Regions from separate parts of the Mus musculus genome. Here region 1 is linked to region 2. The links are chromatin contacts, called in public promoter capture Hi-C maps. All regions are on one chromosome and are shown on one strand. The core of a region is the stretch at or near the end of the contact, and the rest is flanking DNA. Distances in the headings are between cores, read along the strand shown. Region 1 holds the start of Myct1 (myc target 1). Region 2 holds the start of Zbtb2 (zinc finger and BTB domain containing 2).

The links. Promoter capture Hi-C pulls out the DNA fragments that hold promoters and counts their contacts.
Region 1: a contact with region 2 is called in a promoter capture Hi-C map of pre-B cells, with 2.4 times the contacts expected there. The contact joins the promoter of Myct1 here to the promoter of Zbtb2 in region 2. A contact is called at or near these places in 2 of 39 promoter capture datasets (liver and pre-B cells) and 1 of 484 Hi-C or Micro-C datasets (hematopoietic stem and progenitor cells).

The regions. Positions count from the first base shown.
Region 1 is chr10:5,591,340-5,595,666 of GRCm38.p6, reverse strand. Myct1 (myc target 1) reads right to left here and starts at 1,939. Exons shown (of 2, transcript NM_026793.2): 1 at 1,766-1,939. The coding sequence starts at 1,817.
Region 2 is chr10:4,385,829-4,390,009 of GRCm38.p6, reverse strand. Zbtb2 (zinc finger and BTB domain containing 2) reads left to right here and starts at 1,902. Exons shown (of 3, transcript NM_001033466.3): 1 at 1,902-2,165.

The DNA.
Region 1 (4,327 bases), core at 690-3,189, 1.2 Mb before region 2:
TATATTTCATACACTAAAGTTATAATTACAATTTATGCTTCATAATTTTACCCCAGAAATGACAATGCCATCTTTGACCTGTCTCACACAAAACATCAAACATTTTTGGTTCACTGTTTCTGCTCTGGTTTTCTCCTAACCAAGTCTTCATGCCGAGAGGAAGGAGAAGCAGCGCGTATCTCTCACCCAGGAAGCTTGAATTCCTTCTTAAGCACAGGTGGATTTCCTTATTAAGGCATCTAAATGCTAGGATGAAGGAATGAACTCAGAGAGTAAGATTTCTTTTAATGAGAGTCATCTGTGCTCCAACCAGTGAACAATGAGTTATTTTTCCTATATGAACCTGGAGATTAACTTGAATGGTTTGAAAAGTCAGAGCTGGCTTTTCTGTGTTAGTTTCTCTCTTGGGATGGACTTGCTTTGGAACAATTGACGATTGTTTTGTGATGATCAGTTTCCTTAGGTGCTCCCTAGTTGTTGTCCTCATTTAATAGAAATGGGGACAGCAAATGATACTTTCACAAATACACCATTGACCCATTCAGAATTCAAAGTTACCTTTCTCTTGGCTGGAGACTTATTTGAGACAGAAATAGCATATTTTTTCACTAAGCTTATTATGCTAAATCTCTTAAAGCTTGAAGAAAGCACATTAATTAATAAAAAAAATCAATGAACTAGTTAATTCTCTTCATGCAAATACCTGTGGTAATAGATCGCCAGGGCCAGGTTGCCATAACTGCTCAGTATTTACTAGATGGTTTCCAGAGCCCTGCTTCTAGGCACAGCAGGGAGCCTGATACAGTTTTCTGAGATTACAAATTTATCCACCCTTCACATAATATGGGGTATAGATCTCTTAGTAAACTCCAGTTTTCCTTTCAAGTTCCTTCTGGTTCTAACTTAAACCGTTCCCCTTACTTATACATTTCTTCAAACCGCAGAGACATGGCAATCTCTTTGCACATCCCAGCGCCTGCCTCCTAAATCTGGTCTGGAGTGGATGCTGATTTTGACCTCAGCGCCTCCCTCCCTGCTCTGAGACCTCGAGCTGAGTAGCCTCAGCCAAAGCAAGCTTAGGTGTTGTTTCTCTTCTTTTTGGAACAGGCTTGCATTGCAATAGTATATGCTATTTCTGCTTCCTCTCTTATAGATCCATAATTTCATTTTAATTCCACATTGTCTGTGTCAACACACTCTAAAGCCATCCACCAATAGGTTTGTTGCTTAAAATCACATTGAAAATTAAAAAAGAATAACATTGACAAAAACACAGACTTCAAAACCCTCTGCAGAATACCTTGGCTTCATGAAATAAAATATTTAGCAATACAGTTGCACCCTCTTGGTTTTCACCGAACTATATCTACATGCCAAGAGAAAGGAGCAGTAGAACTTGTCTTTAACACCATCACCTTCAGATAAATAAAATGTAACATTCCAACAAAACCCACATGTTATATTCTTTTAACAATGATGTCTACTTCGTATTTGTTTTTTTAAATTTTCACTTTAAAGAAAATCTCATTTTCTAAACAGTTTTGCAAATGCCAGCCAAGCTGTATATGCCTGATTAGTCTTTAATGTTTCTGTAGCTTATCCTGATGACATTTTATCAGTATATTTCTTGAAGTAAATTCATAAAAACCATCACCAGATAGTTATGGCAAGCAAACTGTCTTAGAGATTCCCAGTGTTGTAATAAATCATGCAGAGAATTTCTGTGCATCTTAAGTTAAAAGCAGTGAAGGCAAAGGTTGCTTACCCCAAAAGTTTTCTGGCCAAGGACTCCCTAAGCTCGTGGTGTTATTAGCCATAATGTCCACAAGAAAAAGAAGCCAGTGTGTCCACAACCAGCAGTTTGATTCTATGCCTTTGTGGTTGAGCAAGAGAAAAATAATTTTCACGCAACCCCACGTATACTTGTGTTTACATAAAAGGAAGTAAGTGTATCATGTTTCCTGCTTTTATACTCGAATTAGCAACTGTTTTTCTTATCTTGGAATTCCACATGGCTCTCAGACACAAAACTATTTCCTTCCCGTCATTTCCTCCCTCGTTGCTAAGTGCCCTCTTTCCAGCCACATCCAAAGCTGTCTGGGGACAAGGGGCATTTTCTTAAGTCTGGGTTCTCTATCTACATGCAGAGGCAGAAAGCAAGACCCTGGCTGCTGCACTTAGCTTCACCTGAGTGCAATGCTGTTCTGCTATAGATGGTGTTCTGATGTTGAAAACCATGTCATGCAGTCAGAGAGGGATTTTCAGAAGCCCATATTCAGTTTCACTCTTTACCTAATATTTTTTGTTTATAAATTACAGACAATAAAATTCCTAGGTAATATCTCCCTGTATCTGGTGTATTAATTTTGAAATGTGTATCCATTCCATTTATTCATACATATTTAAATGTGTTTTTTTTTGGTATTTTGTTACCTTTTTCTTTGGGACTCAAATGTGGGAAATCAAGATCATTTCTATGTGCACAAGTGGGGGGAATGGGAATGTGAGATTACAGCAGTGTTTTAGTGCTTGGCCAGGGATGTTTAGTTTAGTGCTTGGCCAGGGATGCTGTGATCCTGTGGCTTGGGAAAATTATAGTGAATGCCCTTCCTACCTTGGTCATGACAGGGTAGATCCTTTGTGCATCGGGAGACATTGAAAGTAGGGAAAGGAGATGCCAAATGTCACTTCCACCCAGTAAAATTCATCTCTAGGCTGGGAATCTGTAGTGTGCACTCTTGAGAACCCTTGCAAGAACTCTGGGGTGCTGAAGTGTTGTCAGCTGAGGTAACTGTCACCCTTCAGAAGTCTGTTGACAAATTCCTGAGAAGGGTGGGGTAAAGGCAACCTGACCAGTCACTTGGCAGTCCTAATTCTCCAAAACTGTGGTGATTTCTGCTCATTTTTTTTAAAAAAAATCAATTTTCATAGATTTAAGTTAACTACAAATTAGCCAGAGATTAGAATATACACAGCTGTCCCTCTCAAAGAAAATGAAGCAATTACAGAAAACTTGCATCGCTTGAGCAAACAGAAGGACACATTTTTATGATATTTTGGCCAATGTCTATTTCTATGCTCTCCAGTAAATAATCACACCACTGCTCCTGAAAGAAAAGAGGGCTTGAGTTTCAATGGTGCCCTTTGAGGTCTAGTCCTGCTGACAATGTATGCAAAGACAGTACCTCATGAAAACTTGCTGTGTCTAGAGACACGTGTATCGAGACATTCCCCACCTGTCTAAGCAAAGGTAGGGTTCCTCAGTTGCTCTAGATACCTCACGTATATGTTTTATATAACCAAAGGCTACTTAATGTCAAGTAAATTATACTGAAGGATGCCTAGCTTGGTAAGATCTATTCAGACTGATCTGGGAGGGGAAGGGAGGACTCTGGTTTTGTCTGTGCAGGACTGGCGCTTATTCTGTCTCAGGGTTGGGATGGAGGCTGAGACTTCCTGCCATTGTTTTGTGGTCAGCTATCCAGACTTTCTGCCAATACTTTTTCTCACTTTTACAGATGGTCGGAGGCCAGAAGAAAAGCTGGCTTTCTGTCCTTCTGCGACCCTGGGATCCATTTCCCTGTGTTAAAAGCTTGTCCCCAGCTTTGCCTCTTACCCCTACTTATAAGTTGCTTGGTAAGGATTTATATTTTTCCCTGGCACAGACCCACACAAGTGAGTGTTTTTGTGTATTGTGTGACTTTTCAGGTCCCGTGACTTACCCTGTCATGACAGGAAGTTGATTTTTTTTTCTTTACATAAGTGTCGGATCTGCCTTTTTGCTTTTCATTGCTTCTTTCATTGGGTCTTTACTTAGACTAGTGTTCTCCATGAGTCATAACATGAATATGGGTGAGTATTCTTGCCTCAGAGATTCTAGGAATTGCTTGCTGTCTTCATTTAGGCTTTTACCAGAAGTCAGTGCCTCAGTGGCTGCCCCTCGCCATGCTCTTGCCCCGACCCTCTGTGACTACTTTATATAGGACAATTTCCACCTCTCAGCTTTATACTGTGCATCTTAGTCAGTGTTCTACTGCTGTGACGAGACAGTATGAGTTCCTATAAAAGAAGGCAGTTAACTAGGGAAGGCTTACAGTGTCAGAGATTTAGTCCCTTATCACAGTGGGGAGCTCTGCAGAGTGTAGGCAGACTTGGTGCTGGAGAAGTAGCTGACAGTTCTACATCTATATCTGGATCAGCAGGCTGCAGGAGAAGAGGGGAGAGGGGAGATGGGAGATGGGGAGGGAGAAGGGGAGGGAGAAGGGGAGGGGAGAGGGAGAGGGAGAGGGAGAGGGAGAGGGAGAGGGACAGGGACAGGGACAGGGAG
Region 2 (4,181 bases), core at 653-3,152:
GCTTCCACTTAGACACGGTAGGAGAAAACACACGGAGCCCATACAGTCCCCTTAAGCTACTAAGCCACAATGGGGACTAAAAACCCAAATACCCTGCACATCTGGTGAGTCAAGCAGGCTGGCCTATGACTTCAAACTAGCTAGCAGCAAAACAGCCCAGTTCCAATCTGAGCAGCAGCTCCTATGGAGACCAAGATGCTCTAGACAACATATTGCTCCAGCAGGTCCTGAGGGAACAGGGATATGTGCTCTTAGCACAAGTCTTTAGAACCAGAGTAAGAGCTTACCACCAGGTTGTTTCTGTGAAACTGTTACAAAGTGCTGACAAACTATTCCTTAAGACTCAGAGAGATGGTATGTGGTACACCCTTATAATCTAATCCCAGCATCCCAAAGGAAATAGAATTGTGACAAGTTCCAAAGCAGCCAAGAGTTGCATAGCTTTTGACATTCTGTCTCAAAGACGTCCTTCCATCAAACCACCTTCACAAAGAACTCCACAATCTCAACTTGAAAGAACGAAGAACCTAAAAACCTTAACCATGACTCTCTCTACACAACAAATCACATTCATGTTGGTCTCTTTCTAAAGGAAATAGAGCATTCCAGTGTGAAGGACAGCACTGCTGTTTTACTGATAATGCCCTAGAACTCGCAGGTCACGGTCAGGACTCGTTTGTGGACGCAGACGTTTAAGCACTCTACAAGCCATTCATCTAGCTGATCAAAGGCTAGGAAAGTTCAAGGCAGGTATCCACGGGATCTGTTACTCACACTGGGCAACACTACAGCTACACAGATGTTTACATCCTCGAAGAAATTAGTCATCAGTAGGTGTACATACAACTGGATTGCTAAGCACACTCACTCGAGGTTTCTAGGACGCACAGTCAGTGTACAGCATTGTGCTAGGAGTCTGACTTTCAAAACCAAACGGGTTTGGCATCAAGGTCCTTACAGACTTCTGTGCTGGCAAGCCAAGTGTTAGCTGCCAGCACTTATTTACAAACAAGCGTAAAATCTAAGCTATGTAAAGTAAACCACTAACTCAAGCACGCAAAAGGGATAAAACTGTACTACCTGAAGCACAACTTCTAGCAAAAGGGAAACATAAAAGGTCAACTTTAAACCCTTAAGAAGGTTCAATCAGGGCATTCCAATTCCCCCGCCATGTTACCTGTTTCAGAATCTCCCTTTAACACACCCCACAGGATGGCAACTCTTGACTCTACTCCACTAGATCCTCAAGAGACCAAAAGTCAACCAGAGTATCGTCCTGTCCAAATGCACACAGCGCAAAGCACCACAAAGCTTAACGCGCAGGGAAGTATCCCACTCAATCCTAACGGAAACAGCTTAGCCTACAAGTCGCCTATGCAACGCAGCAAGCACCTCGACCTCGCAACACAGGACATGCAACGATAGCTACTTCTGTATGACTTTCAGCCAGCACCGATCAACAACAGCCCAACTCCGTATCTTCGGACGAATAGCTAACCCGGAGCAGTCCAAGGACAAAGGCAGAGAGAGCCAAGAGATGTCAAGCATCTCTTGACAGGAGAACGGGCATGCGTCTCCCTCTGCACCCCTGAAAAGACCGTCTGCAGCGGCAGGACTGGTCCTACCTAAACACTCTGTAAACAAGGGGGCCGGGCCGCCAGCCTCCGGGCCCGGCCGCTGAGAAGTTTCCTCGCCTCAGCTGCACATGGCTTGCAGAACTTTGGCTGGGGCCGCGAGCCCAGGCTGGGTGGAAGCCGCAGCGCCGAGCTGCAGGCGGCGGCAGCAGCGGCGGCGGCGGCGGCGACGGCGGCAGAGCAGCAGGAGGCGGAGGCGGGCGGGCAGGGGGGAGGGGAGCGGCTGGGGGGGCGGAGGGGCTCTTGCCGCCACTGCTCTCTCGCCGCCTCTCCCCCCCGGCGGGAGCCGCTCTCAGCCGCTTTGCACTAGTCGCTCCGCTCTCTCGGTCATGTGACCTTAACGTAACCGGACAGGAAAAGCCCCGCCGCCGCCGCCCGCCGCCGCGCCGGAGACACCGACCGCGGCGGCAGCAGCAAGCAGCAGCAGCAGCAGCAACGCGGGGCAGAGGCGGCGGCGGGGACAGTTAGGCCAGGCCGCCCGGCTCTGCCTCCCCTCTCACGCCCCGCCGCGGCCGCCCGCACCGGCGACAGGTAAGCGCGCACCGCCACCGCGTCCCGGGGCCCACGTGCCGCCCCCGGCCCGGGCTCCGGGAAGCAGCAGGGAGGGGCGGGAGCCGCCGGAGCTCGCAAACGGTTCCGGCAGCGGCCGTGGCAACAAAGGCGACGAATGACTCCCGGTCCCGGGGCTCCCGGCGAAGGCAGGCGGCGGGCCCTAGCGCGCGGGGCGCCGGGGCGGGGGCGGCCCCGGCGGGGCGGGGGCGGCGACGGCGCCAGGCGCCGGGGCCCTAGCCGCCTGACAAAACCATCCAGGCAGCCGGGCGGCGGCGAGTCGCGGCCGCTCCATCCGGGGCTTCGCAGGAGGGGGAGGGGACGGAAGCCGAGAGGGCGGGCGCAAGGGGAGGGGGCGCTCCGCGTTCCGGTCCTAGTCGCCGGTGTCTGCTGCCCGCCGCGGCCAAGGGCGTCCGGAGCGGGCGGCTGCCGGTGAGCGGTCCCGCGCCGGAGCCCCGCCAGGTGGGCCCATCAGGTGCGTACTCGGCCGTCGCCTCCCGCCGGGGTTGTTGTCTTCGCCGCCTCGGCGGCCAGGCCGCGAGCTGCGGAAGTGGGTTTGGGGGAGGGGAGGCAGCAGGGAGGGGGAGGGGAGGGATCCGGTCGGACCGGAGCAGGCCCGGCCTCTCTGGCGCGTCTCCCAGCTGCAGCGGCTCCTACAGCTGCTGTCGCTACTGCTACGGCTCCGCCTCCCGCTCGCGGGCGGGGGCGCGCACGCGCGCTTCCGGCCTCGGGTCTCGCGCTGTCTGAGGCTCTCGCGCGCGCTGCTCCCCTCCCCTCCCCCCTCCCGCCCCTCCACCACGCCCCTGGCGCCGGGGCCGTGGCGCCGGCCGGGGCGGTGCGCGCGCGAGGCGTAGGCGTCGGCATTGTGTTGGGCGCCGCGGGACTCGGGGCGCGGGCGCGCGGGCGCGGGCGCGGGCGCGAGCGTGCGGGGCCTAAGGGAGGGGCGAGCGAGCGAGCGAGCGGCGCGACCAGAGTGCGTTGCTCCCCCTCCCCTGGGCCCCTGGGGCGGACCCGGACGCCGCTCCGCCCGCTCCGCCCCCTCCCTTGCGGGGCGGGGCCAAGGCCTCCTGGGCGGGTCTTCGCTGCCTAGGGCTGCAGCCGGAGCGGTCGCGCCCTCCTCTGCCTGTTGGGCCAGGCTGGGAGAGTCTGTGCCGGGGAGTTAGGGGTTTGGGTTGCTGCAGGCGTTAAGCACAAGCTCCCAGACCGTTCGTTCACAGATCAGAGTGCATGCACAATTGAAAGCTGTGTAGGGTGCAAGCTTTCTGTTGCTTTTAGCTGGTAGTGGGTTATAAAGACTCCTGCAAATTAGATCCCGCAGCCGAGCAGTAAGAGGAAAAAATCTTGTGCCTGACAGGCTATTTGCTGCGAGAACTTCCCACCCAACTTCTCGAACAACTTAATCACACCTCGGGGAGTCTCTCTCCCAGTCAGTATTGTTCTTTCCCACCATCATCATACAATACCTTTGGCCCACTTAGCGCGAGCGCCTAGATTTTATTCATCTTCAGGGTGTATTGTTTTAATAAAATATGGCATAAAGAGAATTGATTTGCCGGGCGTGATGGCGCACGCCTTTGATTCCAGCACTTGGGAGGCAGGGGCAGGCGTATTTCTGAGTTCGAAGCCAGCCTGGTCTACAAAGTGAGTTCCAGGACAGCCAGGGCTACACAGAGAAACCCTGTCTCAAAAAGAGAGAGAGAGAGAGAGAGAGAGAGAGAGAGAGAGAGAGAGAGAGAGAGAGAGAGAGAGAGAGAGAGAGAATGGATTTGAGGCTATCGGAAGGGATGAACTCAATGTGTCTAAATGGTCTGTGTGTCCTTCGTGGTTGACACTGTCGGTATAGACCCTGACCACCAGACCAAGGCATTTGTACAACTAACATTTTATTCTGAGAGTCATGAAATTAGAATACATTTTGCAAGTGTGTTAGTCTTAGAGGCAGGCAGATCTCTGAGTTCGAAGCCAGCTTTGTCTACAGAATGAGTTTCAGGACTACAA